5 separate regions of the Mus musculus genome follow, and all the other regions are linked to region 1. The links are chromatin contacts, called in public HiCAR-type and HiChIP or PLAC-seq maps. All regions are on one chromosome and are shown on one strand. Each heading gives the region's core, a stretch centred on a gene start, on an enhancer-like site or on the middle of the called end of the contact. The rest is flanking DNA. Distances are from core to core; before and after follow the strand shown. Region 1 holds the start of Lpar1 (lysophosphatidic acid receptor 1). Region 2 has its middle 21 kb from the start of Olfr267. Region 3 overlaps Musk (muscle, skeletal, receptor tyrosine kinase). Region 4 has its middle 86 kb from the start of Olfr267. Region 5 overlaps Musk (muscle, skeletal, receptor tyrosine kinase).

Region 1 (5,817 bases), core at 666-3,165:
TTCTCTTCTGTGATTTCTTTACCATCATTCACAGGGACGCTGAGCTTTGGGGGATGGTGGCAGCTCCCCTGAGCTGAAGATGCAAAGGGCAGGGTGGGTGGGTAGGTGGTGCCTAGTAGAGGCCAGACCGCAAGGATCACTTAGACCTCATGTCAGATTTAAGCAGCCTCGCAGGTTTGTAATAATAAGGTTGGCAGGAGAAGAAATTATTGCTTTCTTTCGAGGGGAAAGAAAGGAAGTCAGGGAGGGAGGGAGGGAGGGAGGGAGGGAGGGAGGAAGGAAGGAAGGAAGGAAGGAAGGAAGGAAGGAAGGAAGGAAGGAAGAAAGGAACCAGGCAGGCAGGCAGGCAGGCTAGAGAAAGCCAACTCCTACTTAAGTCCCTCTCTCCAAGCATCCCCCTCCTGACGGGTTTCTTTCATCCCACCTTCTTTCTGTTGCCCTCCCATTTCCCCACAAGACTAATTTTTCTTCATTTTCCTTCTTCAACTTCAACTAGTCTCTCATGGAGGAATCACCCACCCTTAGTTCCCAGTTACAGGGAAGATGGCTGAAACAGCAAAGATCATCCTACCCATTCATTTTCCTGATGAGGACACCAAGCCCAGGAGCCCAGAACCCGTTCAGGGTACACCGCTAGGGGACGCTGTGTACAAGGAGGCTCTGATGTGGTTCTGCAAGTCACCCTTCTCAGCCTTTCCGCCTCAAACTGCTTCCCTCTCTTTCTACATTTTTTCCCTCAAATTCACACTCAAGACCAAAGAAAAGGAAAAATAAAATAGAATTTTAAAAAATATTAGAGCCCTGGTGATTATTATTCATGATGTTGCATCTGGAGGAACCAAGGGCAAAAACTAGATGCTATTACAGCTGTGTTTTAATGCAGCTGGCTGTGGTGCACGGGGCCTTAAGCGTAATGTTGATTCCTCTTCCTTGGTATTCATTCCATCTGAAAGAGACTATGTTCTTCCATTTTCTAAGACTTTGAAACCCGGACTTCTGACTTCATAGTCATGTTAGGTGAGCAAAAGACACTTACACAAAAGGATAAGCACGCAGCTCTGTCGAAACGAATAGAGGATTCCGCTTTAATAACTAGCTACCTTCTTCTAGTTGCAGTTAGCAATAGGTATCTCTGACGATGGGTATAGCTTAAGAGTAAAACTTTTCACAAGCCAGTACTCGCTGGAAACCCACATGGAAGGAAAGCTCCGAAGATTTCAACTAAAAAGAAAAAAAAAAGAAGAAGAAGAAGAAACACAGGCGAAAGGAAGAAAGAAAACGGGAGACGAGGAAGAAAGGACTGAGAAAAGAGACAGTCTAGGGCCCCAGCCTGGAAGCAGCAACAAGCCCTGGGTGCCTCACATCAAAGACCAAATGGCAGCAAAGAAAAACAAGCCTAAAGTTTAAAACCATTCACAGTAAAGTCTCCCTCCCTACAGGAGCAAACAGCCGATCAACCCATTCAAGCAAAATCAGGTTTTTCCCCGCCTTGCATTTCCCAGGTACAGACTAAGCCTAGGGCGGCTTCAAGGAAACTTCAGTTTAAATTCCTTAAACTCAAGGGACGACAAAGTCTCTGGTGAGCAGTGAACTGAGCGCGGGACGCGCGGACACCCGAGCCATCTAAGTCGTCGGGGACGCGGCACCAATAAACTTGGGGAGCCCCTTGCCAGCCCTCTCGCGTCCCCAACCCGATCCAGGTAAGCAACAGGAGGCCACCTACGTGTCACTTGGACGGACCCTGGGGCGCACTGACCTGGCCAAAGGTCGGGAGGGCCGCCCGGGCGGCTGCGGCGACTTCCCTCCCGGGCTGAGTTCCACCGGCTGGTGCGGGAGGCCAGGGCAGCCTCGCCTCCTGCAGGCGGCCTCACACACGCGCGCACACCCACCCACTCCGGGCCCGCGGGCGCGCGCACTCAGGCGCTCACGCGCACGGCTACAAAGCGGCGGGTGGTGGGACAGTGCGAGCCGATCGCGCCGATGGGAGGCGGGGCGGTCGCCACCCGCGCCGCGCCAAGGGACACCCGGCCGCCGTGTCTTTACCTGCTAGGTCCAGCTCCGCAGTTCACGCAGCCGCCGGGCCAACCCAACCCAAGCCTCACCCCAGCACAACCCGGAGCCTACGGAGGGCAGCACTGTGCTGGAGGACAAGAGTCACAACTCCCGGGGCTTTACTGCCGCCCAGTTCCAACTTCCCGGGCTCAAGGAACAGGCAGGCAGCAGAAGAGGCACGGGTGCCAGCCTCCTTACCTCTCCTCCTTCTGGCGCTTTCTGCCACATCCACAGAGCACAAGTCAGAAACTCCCCGCACCCCAAAGCGCCTTTCCTCCCAAGCCGCTCTGCTCTCCTTACCTGCGTGGCACCCACAGCGACTCTGCCTCCTGTGGTCCCCTCCCCCAGTCATTCACTGAACTTCCCGCGCTGCTGCAGGTCGGGGAGGGGGTGGGGGTGAGGGGAGCCTAAGCTTTTCATTCAGTACCTTCGCGGCGCTCCCTTGACCCTCCACAGCAGACACACCCACCTCCGTCACCCCTGGCCCCTCCTGTGCTCACCCCAGCGCCAGGCCTCTTGCAGAGCTTTGGTGGACGCCCTGCATGGTGCATGCTTTGTTGCTGTCCCCTCCTCATTTGAAAAGCCCTGGAAACCATCACAGAGCCTGGGGAAAACAAGAAAAGAAAGGGGGGGGGGGGAGAGAGAACTTGGTGTATGGCCTCCTCCGAGTTGAGTTTCTAAACTTTTTCAGGCAGCACACAAAGTTTCAACCAGCACAGCCCTGTACTTCAGGCCATAGAAAAGCAATAGTTGGCTTTGCAATTGCAAATCAAAGCGAGCGTGCCTTTGTGTCCCTAGAGCTATGATTATAAATTTCTCTTCAGCTAGGAGTGTAACTTTCCAAGGGCAAACTAAGATTTTTCATAGGGCAATTAAGGGCAGGGAAGGCACACCTGGAAGTGTAGGCGGAGGCAGGACCTAAGAATCATTTTCTGGAGACTTCCATCTCAGAAGCCTTACCATCACTCAGTAGTAGATGCGGACAGAGAGAGAGGACTCTCCAGCCGGTCTTCACCCACCTGCTTCACACTCCAGGCCCCCAGGGTGTGTTGAGTCATCAGAATTTTCTGCCTCAACCCACAGCGGAGTCCTCCACACATCAAAAGCAGATGCCTGGGAGTAAAAGCCTGAGGGACATCTAGGGTTGTAGTACCACAGAAAAGCAGGACTGGCTGGCGGCACCGTAGCTGACAGAAAATGAAAGGCAGCGAGGGAGTGGATGGACAACCCCTTGCTTCGTACAAAGAGGTCGCTGCCTAGCAGCTATGGGCAGAGCTGATAAGATAAGACACTGGGGGTTGGATAGTTCCCAAGCTTTCAACAGGTTGTGACTTGATGGGACCATGACCATTTCCTGTCCATGATTTTTCACGGTGCTCAAAACTGAACTGTAAAGCTGGTCGTTTATTTATTCTCCAAAGCTGTTTACTTTTAAGAATTTTGAGCCGGGAGGTGGTAGCACACGCCTTTAATCCCCACACTTGGGAGGCAGAGGCAGGCAGATTTCTGTTCAAGAATTTTGTTCATTCTGTGCAGCAACGATGACTTTTACCTGCAATCTCAGCCCTGGGGAGCTTGAGACAGGATGAAGAATTGTGGGGGAAACTATTCAAATCTCTTTTTAAAAAGACTCTGCTTTCCAAATCCATTTTATATCAATTTATGACTTGTTTTATAGTTATCTACTTAAAATATAAAAATTAGACCCAACACCAATTCTGTTCTCAACAACAAACAGAAACATATACAATTGTGTAGCAAGTATTGTTGAGGTATATACAGTGCTTGCCTAGCAAGTATAAGATCCTGAGCTTGACCCCCAGCAGTACAAAATCCATAAAATAATAAATAAGCTCATATATAAAAACCATTCCCTAATTACAAATAATGATAGTTGATCTTAAACTATTAGGAAGTTGAGATGAATAGGAAACCATCAAGTTTTATACATACATATTAAAGAAAACAAGAATACACTGAAGAAGGTTTTCACTTTTCCCCTATAGTGATACTAAACTCAGAATAATCAGACCTATTGCCTAATTTTCTTCCTCCTACTGCTCACTCCATCTGTTTGGTTTCTTGATAGCAATATTTCTAAATCAAATAAAAAGACAAAGTGATTCCCATGGCTAGCCATCCCTCACTATTAAAGGCACAAGGTAAATGAGCTTCTCTTAGCTCGTACTCACCTTGAATGGCTGGTTTATCTCTTGCCTTCTTGAGGAATGTAGCTACTTCCATCCCAATGTGTTAACTACTTTGACTACTCTATGGTCCTTCTCAACCTCAAGTGGGAGTGTCCATCCTCATTAAACCCATGTGCTCACCAGTTCATTAGAGATGAAAAGATGTACCACAGCCGATCAGTGCTAGTCTAGCATTTGCTGGGTTTGATCCATACACACACATACACACACACATATACACATACAAACATGTAGACACATATACATACTCATACACATATACACATACTCATACACATATGCACACACATACACAAATGAACACATATACACATACGTACCTAAGGGCACACATACACACATACATGTACACACATATACAAACATGAACACATATACACACATATATACACATACAAACATGAACACACATATACACATACTCATACATATATACACATACTCAAACACATATACACATACTCATACACATATGTACATACATACACAAATGAACACATATACATACCTAAGGGCACACATACATGTACACACATATACATATGCACACACAAACACACATATACAATCATGTACACACATATGCAAGTGCACATATACATATACCCACATGCACACACATTCATACACACAGGAACATACATACGCAAATGCACACATATACACATATATAAAATACATACACAAACATGTACACATGCACAGAGAAAGAAAGAGAAGGGGGGGAGAGAGAGAGATCCTTGCCTTATCTCTTCCTTATTCCATCCTCGATGGCTGAAAATGAAATAAACAAGAGGTCTGCCTGGACAGACCTGTCTTGCTAACAAGCAAAGGCCTGTCTGAATGAGACTGCTCTGCAGCCAGCTTTAGGTCAACAACCAGAAGTAGGTTAGGTGTCCAGTACAAAAGAGAGAGAGAATGAGATATGATACAATAGTGCAAAACCCAGACTAAACCATCAAAACCAGTGTGAAATGAGTTCCAAGTCTATAAGTCTATAAGGTGGCAACTGTACACTGTTTCCCAGAGCTCCAAGCTGTCTTGTTTTGTATGCTGTCTAGGTCTCACAGTGTCCTCCAAGCAAGCCTAGACTGCACTGTGTAACTAACGGAGTCTGGCTGGTCTCACACTCTCAGCCTTCCTTTATCCTCCCTGGTGCTGGCATGACAAGCTTACATGAGCCATGCTCCAAGTTGTCTTTATCAAAGACAATGTATTTGAGTAAGTTCCTTAACACACCAACATCCATGATGTTGTTTGGATACAAATAGAAGGGAATGCCTACACACACTTTATTTAATATCTGTCTGGAGTCCTCCTGTCATTCAGACTCATCCCCCCTTTCAGATGACCTTCTCATGCTATCTGTACTAAATAATCTCTCTGTGTATACTAAATAATCTCACCAAATTAAAGAATGGGTTTCTTCAGGTGACTTCAGCAGAGGCCAAAACGGCCAAACAGCTAGTCCTGTCAAGCTTGAGGAAAAACACTCCCAGCAACATGGAAGTACTGTGGAGGGGCCTGGTGCTGTTCTTGTGAACCAATCCCCTAA
Region 2 (6,049 bases), core at 2,553-5,052, 210 kb after region 1:
CTGAGGAATATTGAATGGCCAAGAAGCACCTAAAGAAATGTTCAACATCCTTAATCATCAGGGAAATGCAAATCAAAACCCTGAGATTCCACCTCACAACAGTCAGAATGGCTAAGATCAAAAGCTCAGGTGACAGCAGATGCTGGCAAGGATGTGGAGAAAGAGGAACACTTCTCCATTGTTGGTGGGATTGCAAGCTTGTACAACCACTCTGGAAATCAGTTTGGCAGTTCCTCAGAAAATTGGACATAGTACTACCAGAGGATCCTGCAATACTTCTCCTGGGCATATATCCAGAAGATGTTCCAACTTGTAATAAGGACACATGTTCCACTATGTTCATAGCAGCCTTATTTATAATAGCCAGAAGCTGGAAAGAACCCAGATGCCCCTCAACAGCGGAATGGATACAGAAAACATGGTACATTTACACAATGGAGTACTACTCAGCTATTAAAAAGAATGAATTTATGAAATTTCTAGGTAAATGGATGGACCTGGAGGGTATCATCCTGAGTGAGATGACCCAATCACAAAAGAACTCACATGATATGTACTCACTGATAAGTGGATATTAGCCCAGAAACTTAGAATACCCAAGATACAAGTTGCAAAACACATGAAACTCAAGAAGAACAAACACCAAAGTGTGGTCACTTTGCCCCTTCTTAGAATTGGGAACAAAACACACATGAAAGGAGTTACAGAGACAAAGTTTGGAGCTGAGACAATGTAAGGTGGACCAACACATGCCTGTCATTAGCATCACACATCCTTCCTCATGCTGGCTTTAGCAGAACATCCTTTCTCCTGTGTCTGCTTCAGCTAAACATTCCTTCAAGTGTTGGCCCCAGCAAAACACCATCCAACCGACTTTCCAAAGAACCCTTAAGTTTCCACTTCATATCCCCCTTTCTGTTTAAGAATTGTCCTTTTCTCTAACATTAACAATCTATACATAACAGAAATAATTATAAGAATCATCACATTTTCAATAAGTGGCTTATGTACAATATAGTCAAACAATAGTCTAACAAAAATTTCTATTAATATACAATGAACAAAAATCCCTAAATAACTATCAATATACAATAATTTAAGCAAAACAACTTATATTTCTATCAATATATGATAATTAAAGAAAAAACTTAAATTTCTATCAGTATACAATAATTAAGAAAAAATACTTAAATTTTTATTAATATACAGTAACTAAACAAAAACTTAAGTCTCTATTAATATACAATAATTAAACAAAAAACCTTACATTTCTATCAATATAGAATAGAATAATTAAAACAACCTAGCACCCTAGATGATAACAACCATAACACATCAAGCAACCAAAACTACCTGCTCCAACTGAAGCGATTGAGATGATGGTTTTATATTATATATATATATATATATATATATATATATTGTTTGAATTGGGGTAAAGAACTCATGTTTTGAGCCCAAAGGGAAAAAATGGTTAGTCTGGAAAAAAGCTAGCTGTAGCATTTATTGCCCAGTCTCTGGGTTTATCCAGTCTCTCTGTTGTCTGTTGTTTGGATCCTAAGGAAAAAAGGATTAGTCTGAGAAATGCTAGCTGTAGCATTCATTGCATTTCTCTCTATGGAATCCTGATGAATGCAGCTCAACTATGCAATGTAAGGCGGACCTATATATGCATGTTGTTAGCAAAGAATTCTTCATCACGTGTCCTTTCACGAGCTTGCTTTAGCAGAACATCCTCTCTCCTGTGTTTGCTTCAGAGAAACATTCCTTCAGGAGTCTGCCTTAGTCTTTTACCTGTGTCCACTTCAGTTAAACATTCATTCAAGTGTTTTTGCCCCAGCAAAACACTAACCAACCGACTTTCCAAAGAACCCTTAAGTTTTCCACTTCACATCGGTTTACAGGAAAATATTAATTGTGCAGCTGAAAAGAAATCAAATGTGAGGTCATTTTTAACTGTGTGCTTGGAAAACATTTGTGTAAAATATGCTATCACTTCTGTTTATCAGTGCCTCTCTTACTTTGGAATGTTGTTTTCCAAGATTTAAATTCCATCCAAAGTTACATTTTGCCTGCAGCTGAATGATAACTACTATACGGAAATGGGGGAAAGGATTTTGATGAAAATTCCTCTGGAGGCACAGCTGCAGGCAATCTGGTATTGGAACTGGCTTCTTGTGAGCCAGGACTGTCCATAATAATCACAAGCCAAGATGCTGCTGGAAGTCAGCAGATACTGTGGACATGGTTCTGCGCCAAGCATGGTGCTAATACTTGCCCTGCGTGGGGCCTGTGCTGCTAACTCAATGTTGAGGGGCCCTTCTTTCTTTCTGATGAGGCAGGAGAGAGAATAAACACAGAATGGTGTGCTTGGTTCATCCATGTGCCCACTGAAGACAGAGAAGTGGGAGTTGAGGAGAGGACCTGGTGTCACCAAGAAAGGCTTAGGGATCTGTAAAGAGTATGGGACATCCACCTAGCACTGTATCCCTCATTATAGGTGCTCCCTCTGAGGACACCTTCCCATGGCCTCTGGGAGAAACAGCCACTTTGACTTAGCTCTGCATGTACCACAAGAGAATGCCTTTGTTAATACAATACACAAGTCAGACATTGTTTTCTGTGGGACCTCAGTACCTCATTATAACACTGTTCCCTCTAGGCCATGTACAAGTCTCAGTCTAATCCTTGCTTCTCTGGAGGAAGCTGGGTTTCAAGAGGCTTCATTATAGCTTAGAACCCCAGAGGCAGTGCCACTCTGGAAATACACACTTACTAACTAGAGGGCCAGGGGGCTCAGTCCCAAGGGTGAATTAGGTGAGAGTGAGCTAATGATTAAGAAAAAAGTAAGGGAACTTTTAATCTCCGAAACTTTCCTAAGGAGGACTTGAGGTAGAAGTGAAATTGACTTCTCTTTGAGTGAGAAAGAAATACGGGAGATGGAAGCAGCTCGGAATACTTATTAAAGGGTCACGAGAATAGGAAAACTTGCTCTGTTTTTTATGTTACAGATACTATGAAGATTCATAAGAAGGTAAGAATGTTTAAAGACAATCATCTGAAAACTATGGACTTTCAATGTGGCCCCTGACCTTCTGGCACAAGAATCACCAGGACTGTTTGTAAAAGCCGAGTTTCTGGGTTCCAGACTGGTTTTTTTGAGTCAGAACTGCTGAGATCTAGGCCCAGGGACCTTCACTTACAACCAGTTCCACAGGTCATCATCATCCATACAAAAGCAGAAAGAACAGATAATAAATCTCTGAGCTCTCCAACCCTACACCAATTAAATAAATGGCTAATGTAGTCCTTGTACTCAGTGATTATGTCTGCCCTTCTTAGACAGGACTCCCACCCCACCGCCATGCCTTCAGAGTGAACTCCATCTCCCTGTAGGCAGGTCTCTGTTCTTTACTTCATTCCTCTGTCAGTCCCAACATCAGTTCACCGACCCTGCTCCACAGCTCGACACCTCTCCCAGGACAGGGACAATCAGGTGTGACAAGGTAACTGAGCAATTGCCATCTCCTCCTTCTGGATTCCTCTGCTTAAAACGAGACAGGCTTATTGGTCCAGCATCATGTCCATACTTACCTTGGGGCACCTGGGTCAAAGAAACCCTGCCTCTTTTGGTGAACACTGAGCAAGAAAGGCATACTACAATACTAAACTAAAACACTATACAACAGCGATCTAAAAACATAACTCAAATCAACAAAGAAAGGTCTGTTACTCAGAGGATATTCCACACACACACTGAGTGTTTCTGTGGGGAGCCTAGCTCAGCTTACAGCTGGGTATTAGCTCACCTCCCCAACAGGCTTTCATTTTCTCTAGGCAGAATCTGCCTTCTGTCCTTCCCATTCCCTTCACAGGGCTAGAAGAAGATTTTGAGGTGGGGTTCTGCAAAGGTTAGTATGCAAATCTAGATTAGCTGGGTTTCAAGCATTAGGAATACCTGCTGATAGCCTTGTACCATTGCCCCTTGGATTGTTACATGATCTTGTCATTATGGGGTTTAGAGCCATGTGTGGGCTGAGTAGCCTGCAGCCTAGCCAGCCGCCCATGAGTAATTTAGAAAAGCATGCATGTTTTAATAAAATGCTATTTCCATCTGTAAAACACTGTGAAGTGACATAATTTCTTTTGGTCTGATGAGAGTAAGCCTGTACTTTTGGGTCAGTTTATACTCCACAATTATGCAATATCCAGAAAACAAGTTTGGAAATTCCCATTTCTGTTCCAAAATTTGAGTAACTTATTCCTTGAGTATTTGTTAAAATATATAGGTTGTTTGATGAAAATATTTTTAGCTACCAAAAGTCTCATATGTGTTCCATTTATTATTTAATTTATTCTATTTTCCTAGCAATTTTGTCTATTTCATCCAACTTTCAAAGCTTTTACTATAATTAATATGCATCAAACTTTTATTTCTTTATTAAGGTAAAATTCGTACAGCATGAATTTCATCACTTTAGCTCATGCTGTGTTGTGTGATCACTTCAAAAGGAAGCTCTAGATGATCAGTAATCCACTTTCAGTTCCTAGGGAATGTATCTAGTCTGGACTGTCTATACAAGTGATTGTGTGTCTGACTTACTTCATTTAGCATGTCTTCAAGGTCCATACATGTCACATGAGTCAGTACTTCACTTTTAAGGCTGAATAAGGAACGACATATCTGTTTAGCCATCAGTCAGCTGATAAACATATGAGTCATTCTGTATTTTAATTATTTGAATTTTTAGTACTGAAATGAGCCTTTGTATACAGTATTTGCTTGGATATATACCTCAAAGTGGAATTTCCAGGGCACATAATTGCTTATGGACCTATCAAGTTATTCTTCACAGCAGCTACACCTTATTGCATCAGCAATGCATGAGTTTCAATTTCTCCAATTCCTTGCCAGCACTTGCTATTTCCCACTTGTTTTAGCTATTCCAATGGGAAGGCATGGGTTTCTCATTATAGTTTGAACTTTAATTTCTCTGACTAATAATATGAACATCATTTAATGTGCTTGCTGGTCACAGGTATGTCTTCCAGTAGCTATCTATTCAAGTCTTCCACCTGCTTGCTAATCAGTTGTCTTTTTGTTTCAAAACTCTTCATAGAACAGGTAAATAATATACTAATTCAATTCTTAACTAGCTAATGTTTTCTTATATTCTGTGGGCTACCTCTTCACTTTCTTCATAGTGTCCTTTGATGAGCAAATATTTTTAATTTTGATCAAAACTAATTTGTTAGTACTTTACCTGTATTGTTGCATAGACTTTTTTGTGTCATTTCTAGGAAACCACTGTGTTTTGGTCATGAACATTTGTTTCTCTGTTTTTCCAAATGTTATAGTTTTGGCTTTCACATACTTGTTTGATAAGGACCAAATACATTTTTTTGCATGAAGATATTTCTGTTGTAAATAGGCTGGTTTTTGCCCTGCTGAACACTGTTGGCATCCTGGTCCACTGACACTAGATACCTGAACTTAGTTCTGGCCATTGAGTTCTAGCCCATTGTTCTGCACATTATGGTGCCATTACCATAATGTTTTAAGTGCTACAACTCTAGAATAAGTATTGCTAACAAAAGTGTAAGTCCTCCAACTTCGTTCTTTTGCAAAATATTTTAGGTTATTTGGTATTCCTTAGAAATTGATATAGAAAAAAATACACTAGGTTTTTTTTACATGAGTTTCACTGAATCTGCTGATAAAGTAGAGAAACAGCTCATCTTAGTAGATTGAGGGTAAAGAGATAGCTCAGTCAGTAAAGTGCTCACTGTGCAAGCATGAGAGCCTGTGTTCAGAGTCCTAGAACTTTCATGAAAAGTCCAGGGAAGCATTGCATGTGATTAATCCTAGCACTGAGGATGTGGAGATAAGAGAGTCAGTGGTACTTGCTGACCAGACAATCTAGTCAGTTAGTGACTTTCTTACGAAGAAGAAGAAGAAGAAGAAGAAGAAGAAGAAGAAGAAGAAGAAGAAGAAGAAGAAGAAGAAGAAGAAGAAGAAGAAGAAGAAGAAGAAGAAGGAGGAGAAGAA
Region 3 (6,182 bases), core at 2,167-4,666, 250 kb before region 1:
TCATAAATGTGAGCTTTATAAAAGAAAATAGAGGTTTCAACAAAACAGATCTAATCGCCTTTTAAGACTGATTTCCATTTGACATGTACCAATGACCTGTTTTAGCCTTTGGCAAATGTTGACATTTAAGACCCCTAAGTAGTTCCTAGAATTGAGTGCCAAGAGTAACCAGAGGGTTAAAATTCCAAATTCAATATAGACACATTGCCTTTTTTCATACTTGACTTTCATTTTCCCCACAGAACCTAAAATAACTCGTCCTCCCATTAATGTAAAAATAATAGAGGGATTGAAGGCAGTTCTGCCGTGCACTACGATGGGTAACCCCAAACCATCTGTGTCCTGGATCAAGGGGGACAATGCTCTCAGGGTAAGTGATGGTGGTATTAAAATCTCTGTATAAGACATCGTTGTAAAAGATTTGTGTTTTACGTGTGTGTGTGTGTGTGTGTGTGTGTGTGTGTGTGTGTGTGTGTGTGGACATGGACATGGACATCCATGGAGGCCAAAAGAGAGAATCAGGTCCCTTGAAATGGAGTGGCAGACAGTGTGAGCCACCCAGTATGGGTGCTAGGAATCAACTCCAGTCCTCTGCAAGAGCAGCGGGGCTAAATTCTTAATGGCTAAATTCTCCAACCTGCTTAAGTCATCTTTTAAATATAATTATCCAGAACTTCTAACTAACAGCTAACTAACTACCTACATAGTCACAAGCTTCTAGTATATGTTTCTAACTAGCTATCTACATAGTCACAAGCTTCTAGTATATGTTTTTTGTATACACATTAGGCAAACTTATGTTTTTCTCTTCTTAACTATGCACACTCACTCTATGGCATTCTAGTAGGGACTGACTTGGAGACAGAAGCAATAGGAATCAGAAGCATTAGAGATGAAGTGGGCTCAGAGCCCAAGCATTTTTTTTGTCTTGGTCAGTTGTATCACTTATCATCATCATCATCATCATCATCAGCAGCAGCAGCAGCAGCAGCATAGTCATCATAGTCAACATCAACTGTTTTAAACCTTAGGCATAACAAAGCTGAACTAACACCCAAGTTTTAGAACTGGTCGTTTCTGGGAGAAGAGAAATGAGGATTGGAAGGAAGAAACTGAGAGAAAACAGATACTAGAGCACAGAGACTCAGAATGATAAATAGACACAAACACATCTCAGTAACAAACAGAAGTTAGGTTAAAGCTCTGTTATTTGTGCTGGGTTTCATGGATCAGAGTGCTTGCTTGCATGAGAACCTGAGCTCATATGCACCCACATACATGTGAGCTTGTGACTACAGTGCTGCGGGAGGAGACAGGAAGATCACGTGGCTTGCTGGCCGACAGCCTGACTCCAGGCTCAGTGAAGATATCAAAGGAACAAAGTAGAGAGTAGAAGATCATGACATCGGATGCCCTCTTCTTGCCACATGGATGCACACACATGTATAACTGCACAGACATGTAGATAGATATACTATAATGACACACACGTTTACAAAAAATTAGCTATTCATTGGGTTAGCTTGTATGCTCTTGTATGTTGTCTCCTTGGTTACTAATAAAGTGTTTTTGTTTGTTTGTTTGTTTGGAGACAGGGTTTCTCTGTATAGCCCTGGCTGTCCTGCAACTCACTTTGTAGACCAGGCTGGCCTTGAACTCAGAAATCCTCCTGCCTCTGCCTCCCAAATGCTGGGCTCAAAGGTGTGCGCCACCACACCCAGCTTAATAAAGTGTTTTTATATATTATAATCATCTTCACGGCTTCATCTCACCAAGAATGAGATGACAGACTCATCCTACCAGGCCCAACACACTCCGTGGGAAGCAATGCATAGTTGTCAAGATACATCAAATAACTGAAACAAACTATAAATTTGGTAAGCTTTGCCAACTTTAATCACAATATATATACCACTTGGCTTTCCTTTTGTTATAAGCCTTGGTGCATTTTCTATAATAAAAATTAAAAGTGACTGAACTTGTAAAGTTAACAATGAATTCAAAAAGAGAAGATAAATGTCCCATCTGAACTCCAAAGAGTAATTATTCTCAAGATATGTATTCTCCTGAGGATATCCTAAGGGTCCATTGTAAGTCACGGTAACAGAAAACAATGTTTTAAACTTTTGCCTTGTTTTGTATTTTATTCTGGGGGTTGCTGTGTGTAAGCAAATTTTCTACCATTGAGCCACACCTCTAGCCCCAAAGTTCAATGCTTTCAAACAGGTGCAAACAAGCACGACCTTTAGGAATTATGATCATTGATGTGTTCTAATGTGATGAAGGAAAATAAAAACAGAATAGATGCAATCTTAGATATTGAGATAGCTAATTTTGATCATCTTTCATGGTCTCAGTAGTATATGTTATTATGCATAGGCAGAGAAGAGGCAGACACTTTGGGTGTTAAGGGTAATGATAAATCAATGAAATAAGGCAAGTGTGTCTTTGACTAAGGCTGTTTTCAAACTCATGTCTTTGGCAGGAAAATTCCAGAATCGCAGTTCTTGAATCTGGGAGCTTAAGGATCCATAATGTGCAAAAGGAAGATGCAGGACAGTACCGCTGTGTGGCCAAAAACAGCCTGGGCACAGCTTACTCCAAACTGGTGAAGCTGGAAGTGGAGGGTAAGAGGCAGCACGCACCCCTCACTGTCTGCTGGGGAGGCTGTACTTTGGATGGAGAAAGATATGATGTAGGAAGTTGTGGTTCACCAGCTCTGAGGGCAAGGCTTTGAAAACAGAGAAGTCAAAAGACAGTTCCCTAGCATAAACGTTCATATCCTATCTATTTCCCCAACTGCTGCTACGTTTGACCGTGACACCATTTTAGTGTGACTTTCCAGCTCAAACAGTTCTCTTATTTATAAGATTGGCTACAAATAAGTTTATCTTTTAATGCATTTGGATTGACTTTAAAACATAGGGAGATAGAAAAAAAATTAATCCTTTCCAAATTATGGCTTCACAAAGGATGCAAATAATAAGCCAATGAATCAAACATATAAACATGGTCCTAATTCTGTGAGTTAGGTAGCAATTAATGTTATGAGCATAGTAACAGTTTATCCAAATATAATGTATTTTTAATGAGGTCATTCAATAAATTGCTGGGGAAAAATCTTCATTGAGAAATCAGAATCCAAAACAGATTTTAGTGTTCCATTTCCTTGTTTGTCTGGTTCTTTACCTAAAATATTTTATCAAATTTGGTTTAAAAATAGGAACTAGGATCCAGGTGGGGTGGGCTAGGGAGAAACTGGGAGGAGGAGAGAGAGAGGAAACAGTAGTCAGGATATATTACGTGAGAAAATAAAACTACACTCAATAAATGGGGAGGGGAAGGAACTGCCAGCAGTCCTGTGCTGGACAAGTGACGACTCAGCCGTGAAACCCTCCCACACCTTCCTGTTCTGAGCTGCAGACACAACGTTTTACTCCCTCTGTAAACGTGAGTTTAACGAATCAATGAGCTCTTGCTTAGATTCAGCAGTCTGGCCTGGAATTTACTTCACAGATGATGGCTACAGATTTTTCTGCTTTTATTTTCCCTTTTTTTTTCTCTTTCCCGTTTTTGACTGATAAAATATTGGACTAGACATAACACAGAAATAGTCATTAAAACAGGGAAGATGCAGATAGGTCCCAGATCTTTGTGCTATCTCATTCTGCTTTAGCCAAAATCTGTCCTCTCCTGTGTTTTCCCTTCACTTAAAGTTATTTTCATTTTCTGAGTAGACCTAGGTCCTTTCTCTCACAGCTTTAATGACCTCTCTTTCCATATTTGTCTCTAGTTGAAGTAACATATTTTATGGTGCCATTACACCAACTGCTTATAAAATTTCCATTAGGAAATGGCAAACTATATATATATATATACACACACACATATATACATACATGTATGTATATGTATATATGTGTATATATACATATATATTAGATAATTAAATAAGAACACATATTATATATACATATAATATATCTTAGCATAGTTCTCAATATAGTTGGAACAACTTAACATCTTCTAATTTGTCAATTCTATTTAAAGATTAGAATGCAGGCTGGAGAGATGGCTCAGTGGTTAAGAGCACTGGTTACTCCTCCAAAACACCTGGGTTTGATTCCCAGCACCTGGCAGCTCACAACTGCCTATAACTCAATTCCAAGGAATCCAACACCCTCACACAGACACACATGCAGGTAAAACACCAATGCAGATGAAATGAAAACAAATTATTAAAGATTAGAATACAATCGATATTTTTCCAGTGCAAGCTAAATACACATGTAACTGCAATCTGAAACCTACTTACTGAAGACCTGCCTGGTTTCAAGATTGCCTTGAATGCTATGTAGAATGACATAGAATGATGTTATCCAATTGTATAAAATTCCACAAAAGATTTCCTTATTGACCTACCAAACTCAAGTTTTCTGTCTTCCCAGCTATTAAAACAAATTGCTTCAAATTGACTTAAAGAAATTTATTGCCAGTATTGATCTACTGGAGCCTGGTTACACAGTCTGCTCTTGCCACTTAATTGTGAATCAATAAAATGAGATGCCGCTTCCTTCTTCCTAACATTGAAATCATCATTCTTGTTGCCTTGACTGTTAACATATCCTGGGGGGTTTATTAAAATTCGCTATGGCTGAGAGCTCATGCTAACACTTGAAATTTCTCTAACAGTTGGTAAGAAACTTATTTAGTGCCTATGTCTATTCTACATTCTCTACTCTTGATCAAAATACCCAAAATACATGGTATACTGTTGCTAGCCCATATAATTATAACATAAGTGATATCTATCATAATTTTTATTGACATCAAGTCTATGATAATGACACAAAGGCATGGCAGCAGGAACAGCTGAGAACTCATGTCTTGATTCACAAGCAGGAGGCAGAGAAGGCACACTGACAACAAAACTTCAGCGCCCAAACACCAGTGGACACCTTCTCTAACAAGGCCACACCTCTTAATCCTTCCCAAACAGTTTTATCAACTGGGGACCATTTACTCAAATGTATGAGCCTATGGGGGCGGGGGGAGGGGGAATTCTCATTCAAACCACTATACTACCCTGTCTTCTGTCAAAAGATGCTGTACATGACATACAGAGCTCCTGATGAAACCCAAGCCTGTGCAGCATGTGTGTCATTCAAATTCGATGGGGTGGCTAGAATGTCGAAATGTGCAAGTGATGCCGAATGCTCCACTTGTGAAGAGCCATGTGAGCTTGCCACTCAGAGGGTTTGAAATAGGAGTGTCAGATGCTGTGCCATTTTAGGAAATTAAGGGACAGTGAGGGTGGCTCATTTACACAGGGTCACACAGGTGACAGTATCTAAGAAAATGAGGCATATCGAACACTTTCTTTTCAATTAAAGAACAAGGCATGACATTGTCTAGAGTAGTATCAGGTTGGAAGTAAGAGAAGAGGAAATCAGAATCCTGTAAAGGCAAAAAAAGTGTGTGTGTCTGTGTATATCTGTGTAAGTATGTGTGAGAGAGTGTGTGTGAGTGTGTGTCTGTGTGTGTCTGTGTAAGTATATGTGTGAGAGAGTGTGTGTGTGTTTGTGAGTGTGTGTGAGAGTGTGTATGTGTGAGTGTGTGTGTGTATGTGATAGAGAGAGAGTGTGTGTGTCTGAGTGAGAGAGAGAGAGAGAGAGAGTGAGTGCATGCATGCATGTAGGAGTTCACAAGTTTTTCAATGAACATGGAAAAAAAGAGGTTTGGAATCAAAACAGGAAGCAGTTAGAAATATGACCATGTTAAAACATCAGGAGAAGGGAAATTTAACCACACATAGGAGGGGGCACAAAGGAACACACACAAGGGTGGCATCCAGGGTTCAGGTGGAACTATAAACTTTATACAGAGGGAGACCACATGTCCTGTTTTTCCCAGGACAGTTCTGTTTCACACCTGTTGTTCTGGAATAATTATTAATAGAATCCTGCTTTTACTTTCTAAAGTATCTAGGCTCCCATGATAACATTATACAGCTGCTCTCCTTAGGGACAGAGAATTTTCTTCCTTGGGGTAGAAGGGAAATGGAGACATTCCCGATATGAATCAGTTTGTAAATGAGGCATATTGGATTTAAGAAGGCTGTTCTTATGATCTCTGTTTCTTTTAGGAAGTAGATGGTAGGTTATCCTCTGTAAGGAGGGCAC
Region 4 (5,456 bases), core at 461-2,960, 150 kb after region 1:
TTTTTTTTTTTCTTTTTCCTTTTTCTCTGTTTTGTTCTGGGTCATATTGAGTGGCTCTGGCTGGCCTGAGATTCTCCATGTGGACAAGGATGGCCTCCAACTTAAAGAGATCCACCTGCTTCTGCCTCACAAGTGCCCAGCCTGTAAAGGCTATGACTCACATCTTGGGAGCTGTTGTTCTGCCCTAGGGTTAGGATAGACATCAGTGGCCTAAGAAATCAAAAGGCAGTCAGTATTAAAAGGTTCCAGGAACTATGGTGGGGTAAACTTCCTATGTTTTTAACAAATAAGCTTGATTGCCTTCTTTTCTATGTATTTCCCTCTTCCACATTAAACTTGTAAGAAAAAATGAAGACTAAGAAAGGCTTTGAGCCAGCACAGTGGCTCATGCCTACAGTCCCAGTGCTTGGGAGATGAAGGCAGGAGGTTCAGGAGTTAAGTTTCTCTTCAGCTACACCCAGGGAGTTCAAGGTGAGATTGGGCTGCACAGGACCTTGTCTCAAAAAAAAAACAAAAACAAAACAAAACAAAAAAAAACAGATGAACAGATGAAGAGAGATTGGCTAGGGGCTTTGAGAATTTCATATTTAGCACCTTTTGTCTTTAAGGGTAAATTTTTACAATCTATTGCATCACAGAGTGGTTTTCAGTGATTCCACATTGTTTAGCTTCCTTGAGGACATATTTTAAGCTGTCATTAAAAAAAAAAAGATAATTAGCCCACATTCCATGTATTAAAGTAACTTACTGACCCTGGTTCTGTATCTCATGGGCTTGCAATGGCTTCTTTTGCAACACCATTTTAAATGTTTTCCCAGTGAGTGTCATACAGCATGACTGGTATAGTTTGAATCTAAAGGCCTTCCGGGAGCCCGCTGTATCTTGAATATCTCTTCTCATACTAGGGGCACTGCTTTGAGGGCTACGGTGCCATCAGGAGGTAGGGCTTGGTCCGTGAAAGTAGGTCCCTCTATTAAGTCTCTGGGTTAGACTAGCCTGCCTGCTACTGTGTGGACAAGCAGCCACTGTATACCCCATAGCCATGTACTGAGCCTACTCCACTACCAAGTTTCTCCCACCATTAACAGACTGAATGAGCTTATCAAACCTTTTGTCTCTTAACTCATTTCTGTCTGGTATTTTGCCACAGTGGAGAAAAAAGTAACTAAAAGGGTGAATGTTTACACAGAGGTCCTACAAGACCAAGCTGGGGAGCCAGGTGTGATGGTGCATGTCTACAATCTCAGCACTTAGGAAGCAGAGGCAGAAAGACCTATAATTTGAGACCAGTACGAAGTATATAGCAATAACTTGCCCCCAATAAAATGAATTTTAAAAGGAGAAAATGAACCTCCAAACTCCATCCTGGGAGCGACCATTATATCTTATTTACTACCCACAGAGAAAGCATGGAGAATCGTGGATTATAGACCACCACTCTAAGACAGGACTATATGGCAGACCGGGAGAGATGAGCAACTGTGCTCTCTGGCCTTACAAGACAAGTTGCTGGAGCCTTTCTGCTTCTTTCCATTGTCTCTTGCCTCAGATATCCCTGTCTCTGCCAAATGCCTGGACAGCTCCATCACTCTCTCTGCCTTAGCCAAGGACCTACTCTCCGGCCAGCTCATCCATCACAACTACTGTCCATCTGAGCCCTGGTTGTCCTGCCTGCTCTGCAGTCGAGGGCACCAGTGCCTTTCCAGCCCAGCAGTGAGTTATGCAATTTCCTCTTATAAACCCTGGGACTCCAGAACTCTCTGGGAGTCCCTGTACTTCACGACAAGCTTTTTCTTGTCTCTATTCCTAGGACATGGAAGATTAGAATTCCTCAAGAATAGAGGAAAAGTTTCCACTCCCTTTCAAAGTTAAGAAAGAACTGATCACATACTAAAGGGAAGAAATGGAACAGAAACGAAAATCCATGGGTGGCCTCCTTATCTGAAAGCCACAGAAGCTGTAGCCCAGCTAGAGGCTAGCTCTGGTGATGTATGAGAAAATGCCTGTAACTTCCATAACTCAGGGCCTGACATGAAGCAAACACTCAAACATTTAACACTCAAGATGTTAGCTTGGCTTTTCCTGTATTACATAATTTTATACTAATTTGTCACTTATCACGTTGCTCCATTTTGTTTTGCGCGCGCGCGCGTGTGTGTGTGTGTGTGTGTGTCTGCCTGCCTGCTTGCCTGCCTGTCTGTTCTGTATGAATGTATGCACATGCGTGCAGGTATCCGCAGAGGCCATAGAGGGCATCTGATTCCCTTGAGAACTGGAGTTATAGGCGGTTATGAAGCACAGATGTAGGTGCTGAGAACTAACTCCAATCCTCTGGGAGAGCAGCTGAGTCACCTCTTCAGCCTCAAGTTGCTCACTTTCTAAATCATACTTTATTCACAGAAGTATTTCGAAAGGAGATGCTCATAGAGAGTAAAGCGGACTCTCTTTGTTATTGTTATTGCTGTGCTCCTTACTGTTTGCTTGGCTTTTGTTTCTTTTATTTTCTCTTTTGAGACAGGATCCATTATGTAGTCCAATGTGGACTTATGATTCTCCTGCCTCGGCACCTGGAGCTGGTGGGTAACAGGTACTACCACTATGACCCACTCAGCCTACCGAGAATTTTTGTTAGAGTAAACAGATAAAGGTGGAATTACAGGAGAAACCAATAAAAAGAAAGATAAACTAAGATTGGAAGAAAATAAGATGAAATAATAAAAGTGAACTATACAAAATATCAGCCATGATATTTCTTGACATCAGAAGGAGTAGCCCATACCTTTGACTAACATATTTTTTTTCAACTAGAGAAAAATCAATGTACAACCCCAGCTACTTACAAAATAAACTTTAACAAAGGCAGTAGTAGATTACCCAGCCACCCCTGGCAATGGATCCTGAGAAATGAATCTTCATATTAAGGGCACGTGGAGATAAGACAGCAATGTGCACTGATGCAGGCTCATAGAAGGGCTGCAGAAAGAAGTTTCTTTGTAATATATCACTGACAATCTTCATTCTAGAAAAGCATAATTTATAATTAACTTGAAAGAGAAAATTCTTCAGCTATCATCCAGAGACAACAATGACCTCCCCAGATAACTACTGTTATCTAATATGCAAATCTCACTATAACTGTTTACTTAAAAGCTCCATCATTAATATAAAGTGCTTTATATATTGTCTTTTGCTCTTAACGTATTTGGGACAACTCTTTTGTCAATATTTAAGTATCTATACTATCATTTGTTAAGATGTATTTTATTAGCCGGGTGTGTTGGCGCACACCTTTAATCCCAGCACTCAGGAAGCAGAGGCAGGCAGATTTCGGAGTTCGAGGCGAGCCTAGTCTACAGAGTGAATTCCAGGACAGCCAGGGCTATACAGAGAAACCCTGTCTCGAAAAAACAAAAAACAAAAACATATATTTTATTATTTTTAATAATGCATATGTATGGGGGTGGGGTTATCACATAGGTACAAGTGCCCTCAGAGGCCAGAAGCAGGTGTTTGTGAGCCATCTGACATGACTGTAGAACTGGGCTCCTCTGAGAGCCCCTATTCTGTCATTTTGATATTTGAATAATATCACATCATATAGGTATATCTAAATTAATTTAGCTAAACCCCAAGAATGTCTGATTAAATTATTTTCATTTTTTTTCTATTACAAATAAATATGGCAAATACTTTCTTAAGAAACAACATGAAGCTAAATTGAGGACATTCTTAAAATTAACTACCTTTCTTCAAAAAGTTAGAGTCACAGTTAGGAGAATAGCTGAGCTGGTAAAGTTCTTCCCATCCATAACAAGGTGACTTCAATCTCCTATACCCATGGAAAAGCCAGGCACAGGAGTAAGAGCATATATTCCTAGTACTAGTGAGGAAGAAGGAGCTAGATTCCTGGGACTCGAACATAAGGGGATCTAGCAAAACACATGAGCTCCAGATTAAGTGAAGGACCTGTCAAAAAAAACAAAACAAAACAAAACAAAAAACCTACCCAATGCCAACCTCTAGCATACCCTCCTATGCGCGCGTGTGCGCGCGCGCGCGCGCACACACACACACACACACACACACACACACAGTGGGTCAGGGAACAGAAAGGAAATGTAAAAGTCAAAAACACAAGGACAAATGAAAGGTCTAGCCTCAGCACGAAAGAGGGTCCTAAGGAAGGGGTGAATAGGAGCAGGGAGAAAGAATGACTCAGAGTTAGTGATGGATGCAAGCTGACAGGAAGCTCTATGATCTGCTGGGAAGAGCTCTCTGTTCGAGATTGCTCTCTCCTGCAGACCAAAGGCTAGTCTTTTATTTAGAATTGCATAAGCTACTTCCTTAGAAAATCTTGTATCAGTTTAATCATTTACCCCAGGTTCCCTTTTGATCATTCCATGAATCAGCAATTTAGTGAGATCTTGTTTGTGTCAATGCAAGCAGCATTGAAGCTCATTCTTATAATTCTTATCTACCAGTCCTTTCTGGTTGGCCCCAGCACTGGGTCACCTTGGACTCGGAGTCGGTGGACACCCCCAAGGTCCACAGAGCACTCTCCATGGGATCTTAGGATCTCTGGTGAGTGGAACACAACTTCTGTTCCAATCGAATCTCGTGGGACCTGAGACAGCATTAATTGGGGAAGCAGAAAACCAGGACTGACCAGGGTCACAAGTCCCTTCTGGTCAGCCCTAGCATCGGGTCACCTTGGGCGCAGAGTCAGCGGACACCCCCAAGGTCCCCAGAGGACTCTCCATAGGATCTTAGGACCTCTGGTGAGTGAAACACAACTTCTGCCAGGAGGCAGGTTCAAACACCAGATATCTGGGCACCTTCCCTGCAAGAGGAGAGCTTGCCTGCAGAGAGTGCTCTGACCACTGAAACTCAGGAGAGAGCTAATCTCCCAGGTCTGCTGATAGAGACTAACAGAATCACAAGAGGAATAAGCTCTAACCAGAGACAACTATAACAACTGACTCCAGAGATTACCAGATGGTGAGAGGCAAACGTAAGAATCTTACTAACAGAAGCCAAGACCACTCACCATCATCAGAATGCAGCATTCCCACCTCACCCAGTCCTGGGCACCCCAACACACCCAAAAAGCTAGACCCAGATTTAAAAGCATATCTCATGATGATGGTAGAGGACATCAAGAAAGACTTTAATAACTCACTTAAAGAAATAAGGAGAACACTGCTAAAGAGTTACAAATCCTTAAAGAAAAACACGAAAACACAACCAAACAGGTAGAAGTCCTTAAAGAAAAACAGGAAAACACATCCAAACAGGTGATGGAAATGAACAAAACCACACTAGACCTAAAAAGTGAAGTAGACACAATAAAGAAAACCCAAAATGAGGCAATGCTAGAGACAGAAACCCTTTGGAAAGAAATCTGGAACCATAGATGCAAGCATCAGCAACAAAATACAAGAAATGGAAAAGAGAAT
Region 5 (6,082 bases), core at 973-3,472, 220 kb before region 1:
AAAGCAGCAGTACCAGTTGCAGACAAAGTGGCCAACCACATGAGCATGTGGAAGACATTTTAGATTTAAGCCACAGGAGAGGCCTAACCTGTATCTAAAATGTTTTCCTCTTTCTAGATACCAGGTTATTTACAATACCAATCAAGTAAAAGCATTCCACCTGGCAGTCTGGGTTAGTTTTAAGTCATCTCCCTTTCTCCTTTATTCCTGCCTGTCACTGATCCCTTGAAACCTTTATAAAGAATTCTCCAACGGAAGGTAGGAAATACTACAGAAGGAAAAGAGTAAGAGAAAGTAAAATATCTAAGCTCTCACTGTTCCTTTGAAATAACCATTCAGAAATAGAGAACTGGCCGAAATTTGAGAAATCTCTTGAACTGCCCTCTAACAAGAAGAGAGACCTGTCATTTCAGGAGTTGGCCTAGGTTTCCTGCTCCCTGCATTTCCCAAGATATTACAAGAACAATTATGATGGACATAGCTCCTGAACACGTACACCCTTTAAAATGGAAACCATAAGACCGGTTATAAATCTGAAAGCAATTTGGAAAATGAATGCGGCAGGTGTTCAGGGTGGGGATAGAAGAAGTATGCCTCTGTTTGTTATAAACTGTTTTGATGTAGGATTCCTGACCTTCAAATAGGGCTGCAAGTTTACCCAAGAGACATAAAGCCCAAAACATGTGAATAGATTCTGTAACAGAAAATCCTAAGGCTCAGCACTGGCCACGTCTTTTGTTCATAGTGCTGGTGAGTGCTGCCATACTCACCCATGGGAAGATTAGATCGTGTGAAATCAGATTACCTGTAGCAAGAGAAGTGTAACATCAAAATAGTTATAAAATCTCTCCGAATCACTAAATAATTTCAAACTCCTATTCAGCACTTTGCTTGCTTATATAACAAAAACATGTTTTCTTACATGAAAGTGAATTACAAAATAAAGACATTTGATGCGCGTTTCACTGGCTAGGAAGCAGATCTCACCGAGCTCCCCTGATCACTGAGCATCTCCCTGATGACGTAGGCTGCATTCTCCGCCTGTGGCTACCCACCGAAGCAATGGGATCTGCTATCCAACTATATCCAAGTTCATTCCTGCAGGGGATGAAGTTAGCCAGACTTTTATTTTTGGTTGCAGCTGCTGGGATTGTTGTGGACGGTTGTTAAGTGTTTGGAATTTCTCTCAGCCCACCTTCACCTTTCACATTTAAAACTGGAAACCAATACAGATGGGGAGCCACACACGAGCCTTATTGCTGATAAAGCTGGATCGAAGAAGGAAGCCTTCTCATCTAGCTAACAAGGAGACTAGCGTAACATGTGTTTGTCATGCTTGCCTCTCCAGCCTTTCCCATGACTCATCTTAATGTCTGGGTAGAGAAGTCCTGACCTGGTAACCTTTTGGTAAACTTCCACCCGCATATCAAGCTCTTTCCCTTCATAGAGGTATGATAGGCAAAAGAATGGTGGTCCAGCAGGGCTGACCTACACAAACTATAAATAACTTCTTTTGCCTTAGCTTACCAGAAAAGTCACCCACTCACTCTCCTACTCATCCACTTATTCATTTAACAAATACTTATGATTTCTTACCCTCTACCAGGCAGGGTACATCTAGCAATACACAGAGACCCACATATATAGGTCAGCCTGCAGTGATGGGCAAAGCCAAGCTAGACCTTGATAATGTTTGCATCCTAGGGAGAGGGACAGCCACAAAACAAATAAATAAAGGACCCACAGTTGTCAAGTGGTGCTAAGTGATATGTGAATATAACCAGAATGAGGGGCATGGAGGGCACAATGAAAACAAGACATTTCAATGGAACCCAAAGGTATGGAGTGTGCTTAGAACCTCCTTTGGGAGGAGGAAAAGTGAAAGGAAAGCTTGAAGATGTCTGTCACTACTGCAAAGGGAAGGCCGACTCTTGTCTTTTGGAGATAACTCAAGAGTGTGGGATAGGCTGGCTTCAGTGTAATCTCCGGTCATTTTCTTCTCTTAACACACTGCACTTAATGATGAAGTCCACTTTGGAGAGAACAACTATTTATTAGCAGTTTTATAGTCTCGGATACACCTATGTGGCCAATAGTACCCATCACGTGTGCCCAAACAGAGCCCCTAGAAAGCACTGGATCAGGCAGGATAGGGGATCCATGAAGTTCGACATCATGATGAGCTGTGCAAGAGCAGCTGGCTGACTTATTCACTATCTCACTTATGCTTAGCTGTGTTGTGCAATATAGACCATCAAGGGTTTCGCAATGTACCTAAGTGGCAATCCATATAATGCAATAGCTGCCAAAAGAAAAGAGAAATGCTGTAAATCAGAACGCAATAAACCCACCCTTGTTACTACATTTCCAAGAAGAATTTGAAGTTCTCGAATTAAAACATTTGCTTCTATAAATCAAAATAGGAGAAAGAATCTAGATTTCCTATTTTTTCCAGTTTGTTTTTATTGTCCTAGTTTTTATCCAAAAGGCCCTCGTTTCAAGTCCAAGGGCTCAGTCAAGCCATTCGAACACTGCTGTAACAAGACTGAAACCAACATGATCCAACTCCCAGTCTTACAAGGCCCACACTGTTCTCAGTGCTCAAAGGCAGTGAGCCCCATGTGCTTCCGATTACAGTGACTCAACTCCAAACCTGCAGTGCCAGCCCCTGCACACACTATTCCAGCCATGTGTTACAGATGTGTGGCATAGCCTAGATCTCCATTACTATCACCAGAAAACAAGAACAGTTATGTGGCTGACCCCTGCTAGAATGCCGGTCAGCCTGGGTTTGGCTGTCAAAAGAGAACAGCCTGTGAACTTGGATTCAGTGGGGAAAATAAGAATCCAAAGTGAGCACTTAGATGATATGGCCCTTAAATCTCTTTCAGAGCATAGCAGATTTCTTCCCTCTTTTTTCTGCATTCTGAGTTTGACAAACATGATCTCCAGGATATTGCTTCTTGTGTTCCTGAACTCTGATTTTTGTTGGGTGTTTAATTAGATACCAGGACCTTCTAAAGCCAGGTTATTGTTGTTATTTTTTAGATAACGTCATATGGTATGTAGTTCATGTTGACCTCAAGCTCCCATGTAGCTGAAGATGACCACTTGGACTCCAATTTTCCTGCCTTTATTTCCTCAATGCTGGGATTACAGACATGTCCTACTCCATGTGGTCTATGTGGTGCTAGGGACTGAACCCAGGGCTTTGTATAACTTAGGCAATCACTCTACCCAGGAAACTATACCTCTAGCCCTCAATTTTAGTTTTAAGAGACAGATTCAACTGCATGTTAACCATTCACTATATTAAAAGAAAAAAAAACTTAGTACTTTTTCAGCACTGTTGTCATTGAACATGACATTTTTATCACTTTTCTGTCCTCTCAACTTTGGGATACAACATTAACATATTTAAAGTGATTGACCCCAAATGGTGTTATAAATAACACATCTTAGAGTCCTCAATATCAAAAGATAGGAAGTCAAGTTAATTCAATTTTGCACCAACCAAAGATCCAGGTGTCAAGGGAGATAGGCACATTTGTATACCCTTGAGTGATGTGACCTTCTGAAGAGGTCAAAAGATAAAGGGACTGCTGAGGAGGTCCAGCCTCGCTGGGACTGTTTTGTCAATCTTCCCCCTTGTCCACATGAACTCTATGAATTTCATGAACCAGAAGAGCTAAGTCAAATTGCCATGACAACTAGGGTTTAGAATTCCTGTCATGTGTTGGGCTCGGGCCCTAGAAAACATCAGAAAAGAGCATAAAATATGTTGACAATAGGAAAACAAAAAGATTTCATAATAGCTTAAAAGCCTGTTGGACTTAACATCAGAAGGCATGAGACCAGGCTCATTACCATCACTGCTGTTACTCTGGGAAAGTAAATAAACTTAATGAGGATTCAGTTTCCACTGAATCAGAAAAGGAGGACAGAAATGTAGCTCATCTTCTGAACTGCGTTCTCCAATTCACTCTGAGTTTTCACCACTCTCTTTTTAATTCAGGATAGAACTGCTAAGCCTGAAGATTGATTTTTTTTTAAATTGGTGAAGATGTATAACCATAAGAAACGCAGGAGACTCAAACTCCTCCTCACACTTATCCTAAACGCTCCTCCCCCAACCCCATCATCTCATTCTTTGAAATGTGTGATATGTTTGAATTTGTTCTCAATACGAGAGAAAAGAGTTGAGGGTATAAACCAGTAATTATTTCTTTAGTTTGCTAAAATAGTGTCTTGGGTTTATTTTCATCATGAATTCTTCTGGGCACTCAATCCAGCAGGAAACAAAACAGACCAAGACATTCTAATGGGGCAGCTGAAGGACACATAAGTGGGAACTGACCAAGTATCAGATAGCAGTGAGTGTGTAACCATCATAAGATAGAAGGGCAAAGGTGATTGGGAGTTGTACTGTGTGATGGATGATTATGGCTCTAAGAAAATGTCCCTTAAAGTGAGACACGAGTTATACACATAAGGAACCCATCGCATTTAGATATGAGCATAAATGTTCTAGACTGGGTATTGACCAAGGTAAACTTCTATGTTGGAACTAAGCTCAGTGTGTCCTGGGGTGGTGACAAATGCAGGATCATAGCACTGAGAGCCTAGAGGGCAAGCATAGCAATACTGAAGGGGTGAGCATACTCAGGGCACACAGTGTGACTGGAGTTTTAAAGTCCTGCCTTGCTTAGCCAATCACTCATGCCCTTTGTTTTCCTAACAGTTTTTGCAAGAATCCTGCGTGCTCCTGAATCCCACAATGTCACCTTTGGTTCCTTTGTAACCCTACGCTGCACAGCAATAGGCATCCCTGTCCCCACCATCAGCTGGATTGAAAACGGAAATGCTGTGAGTGCCATGTGATCGGGGTGATTTGGGGAAGACTTGCTGGTGGTGACTTGCTGCACACAGCATGTACCAGTAGCTGTGTGGTGATTTGAATAAGAACAGCCCCTGGTGCCTCATATGTTTGAGTATGTTGTCCCTACCTAGTTGGTGGAACTCTTTGGGAAGGATTAGGAGGTATGTCACTGGGACACTTTTGAGGTATCAAAGAGCTATTCACTCTGCCACTCTCTCTGCCTTCAGTTTGCTGATCAAGATGTAGGCTCTGAACTGTTCCTGCTGCCATACCTTTGCTCCACCATCATGGACTCCAATCCTCTGAAACCATAAACCTCAAATGAAATGTTATCATTTATAAATCACCATGGTCATAGTATTTTATTATAGCAATATGATACAAAGTACACAGTGACTAAGATAGTGTTACAATTTCTATCTATATTGCTGGTCCTAGTTTTACCAGTGTTTAAAGCTGTCCTTGGTAGCAGAAACCACTGGCATCAAACCCTGGGAGTTGACATTCTACCCTGTACCACATATCTTTTACTTTTTTTGTATGTAAAAGAAAAATGGTTCTAAGTCCTCCCTATAACTAAAATAACTTTCATAAAATGTTCCAGGAAAAGGCCAGTCTACTGGTGGAGGTTACTTTAATGGAAAATAATCCAGAATTGTAATCCACTCAACATTTCATTTTTAATAGTGCTACTAGTAGCTAATGTGATCACATGGTTATTTGAGCCAGGTCCTCTTCTAAGTACTTTACATACAAGCATTCTCACATTCACTTTATGAACAAGTATTGAGCATCTGAGCAATAAGTAATATTGTAGGCTCTGTGGCAACAAGAGCAAGAAAAATGAGAGACCTTCCTTGATGTCAAACAGCTTCCATTCTGATGTGAAAGGATAGAGAATAAAATCAAAGAGACTTGCGTGAATTACGCTATCTATGACAAAACAAAACAAACAAGCAAGCAAACAACAACAACAATGAAAACCCATAAATCTGGAGATGAGTCAGAGAGTTGGACCTTAGGAGACAGATTCCAGTTTCAGGAGAGTAGTTGAGTCTACTTGGTACCAAGGCACCTGGGAAGAGGTCGGGATATGATGAAAGGGGAAGCTGTATGCATAGCTGCTGGAAAATTACCAAAGTCTCTGAGATAAGGGTGTAGACACGATTTGTTGGAGGAGCAGCAAGGTTTGTGTGGTTAGAG

What was found. HiCAR-type assays count read pairs that join an accessible place to other places. HiChIP or PLAC-seq counts read pairs in DNA pulled down with a chosen protein or histone mark.
Region 2: a contact with region 1 is called in a HiCAR-type map of fibro-adipogenic progenitors, with 6 times the contacts expected there. The contact joins the enhancer-like site here to the promoter of Lpar1 in region 1. A contact is called at or near these places in 7 of 39 promoter capture datasets (cranial neural crest, frontonasal cranial neural crest, hippocampal neurons and 3 more), 1 of 15 datasets of contacts at CTCF or cohesin (the NIH/3T3 cell line), 22 of 484 Hi-C or Micro-C datasets (B cells, CD4 T cells, DN2 thymocytes and 17 more), 12 of 115 datasets of contacts at active chromatin or transcription factors (astrocytes, bone marrow-derived macrophages, craniofacial prominence and 9 more) and 4 of 9 other capture datasets (adipose tissue, embryonic stem cells, liver and 1 more).
Region 3: a contact with region 1 is called in an H3K4me3 HiChIP or PLAC-seq map of bone marrow-derived macrophages, with 4 times the contacts expected there. The contact joins the enhancer-like site here to the promoter of Lpar1 in region 1. A contact is called at or near these places in 3 of 39 promoter capture datasets (3T3-L1-derived adipocytes, the SN4741 cell line and liver), 1 of 484 Hi-C or Micro-C datasets (bone marrow-derived macrophages), 4 of 115 datasets of contacts at active chromatin or transcription factors (bone marrow-derived macrophages, forebrain and neural tube) and 2 of 9 other capture datasets (adipose tissue and liver).
Region 4: a contact with region 1 is called in a HiCAR-type map of fibro-adipogenic progenitors, with 4 times the contacts expected there. The contact joins the enhancer-like site here to the promoter of Lpar1 in region 1. A contact is called at or near these places in 1 of 39 promoter capture datasets (cranial neural crest), 1 of 15 datasets of contacts at CTCF or cohesin (the NIH/3T3 cell line), 6 of 115 datasets of contacts at active chromatin or transcription factors (bone marrow-derived macrophages, craniofacial prominence, embryonic limb bud and 3 more) and 3 of 9 other capture datasets (adipose tissue, macrophages and pancreatic islet).
Region 5: a contact with region 1 is called in an H3K27ac HiChIP or PLAC-seq map of the NIH/3T3 cell line, with 4 times the contacts expected there. The contact joins the enhancer-like site here to the promoter of Lpar1 in region 1. A contact is called at or near these places in 1 of 39 promoter capture datasets (the 3T3-L1 cell line), 1 of 15 datasets of contacts at CTCF or cohesin (the NIH/3T3 cell line), 6 of 484 Hi-C or Micro-C datasets (3T3-L1-derived adipocytes, adipose-derived mesenchymal stem cells, bone marrow-derived macrophages and 1 more), 4 of 115 datasets of contacts at active chromatin or transcription factors (the NIH/3T3 cell line, acute myeloid leukemia, bone marrow-derived macrophages and 1 more) and 2 of 9 other capture datasets (adipose tissue and liver).

What each region holds. Positions count from the first base shown.
Region 1 is chr4:58,551,378-58,557,194 of GRCm38.p6, forward strand. Lpar1 (lysophosphatidic acid receptor 1) reads right to left here and starts at 1,916. Exons shown (of 4, transcript NM_172989.1): 1 at 1,757-1,916.
Region 2 is chr4:58,761,414-58,767,462 of GRCm38.p6, forward strand. No RefSeq gene overlaps it. Among named protein-coding and RNA genes, the nearest start is that of Olfr267, 21 kb to the right of the region's middle. Within about 2 kb of position 3,803, at least 18 of the 459 cell types and tissues checked have an H3K27ac peak or open chromatin away from gene starts, as enhancers often do. A contact at or near this core is called in adipose tissue and fibro-adipogenic progenitors, where this site is marked.
Region 3 is chr4:58,301,360-58,307,541 of GRCm38.p6, forward strand. Musk (muscle, skeletal, receptor tyrosine kinase) reads left to right here. Exons shown (of 15, transcript NM_001037129.1): 4 at 243-370; 5 at 2,486-2,627. Among named protein-coding and RNA genes, the nearest start is that of Musk, 18 kb to the left of the region's middle. Within about 2 kb of position 3,417, at least 66 of the 459 cell types and tissues checked have an H3K27ac peak or open chromatin away from gene starts, as enhancers often do. A contact at or near this core is called in adipose tissue and bone marrow-derived macrophages, where this site is marked.
Region 4 is chr4:58,697,426-58,702,881 of GRCm38.p6, forward strand. No RefSeq gene overlaps it. Among named protein-coding and RNA genes, the nearest start is that of Olfr267, 86 kb to the right of the region's middle. Within about 2 kb of position 1,711, at least 9 of the 459 cell types and tissues checked have an H3K27ac peak or open chromatin away from gene starts, as enhancers often do. A contact at or near this core is called in fibro-adipogenic progenitors, where this site is marked.
Region 5 is chr4:58,328,824-58,334,905 of GRCm38.p6, forward strand. Musk (muscle, skeletal, receptor tyrosine kinase) reads left to right here. Exons shown (of 15, transcript NM_001037129.1): 7 at 4,742-4,866. Among named protein-coding and RNA genes, the nearest start is that of Musk, 46 kb to the left of the region's middle. Within about 2 kb of position 2,223, at least 55 of the 459 cell types and tissues checked have an H3K27ac peak or open chromatin away from gene starts, as enhancers often do. A contact at or near this core is called in 3T3-L1-derived adipocytes, the NIH/3T3 cell line, acute myeloid leukemia and 3 more, where this site is marked.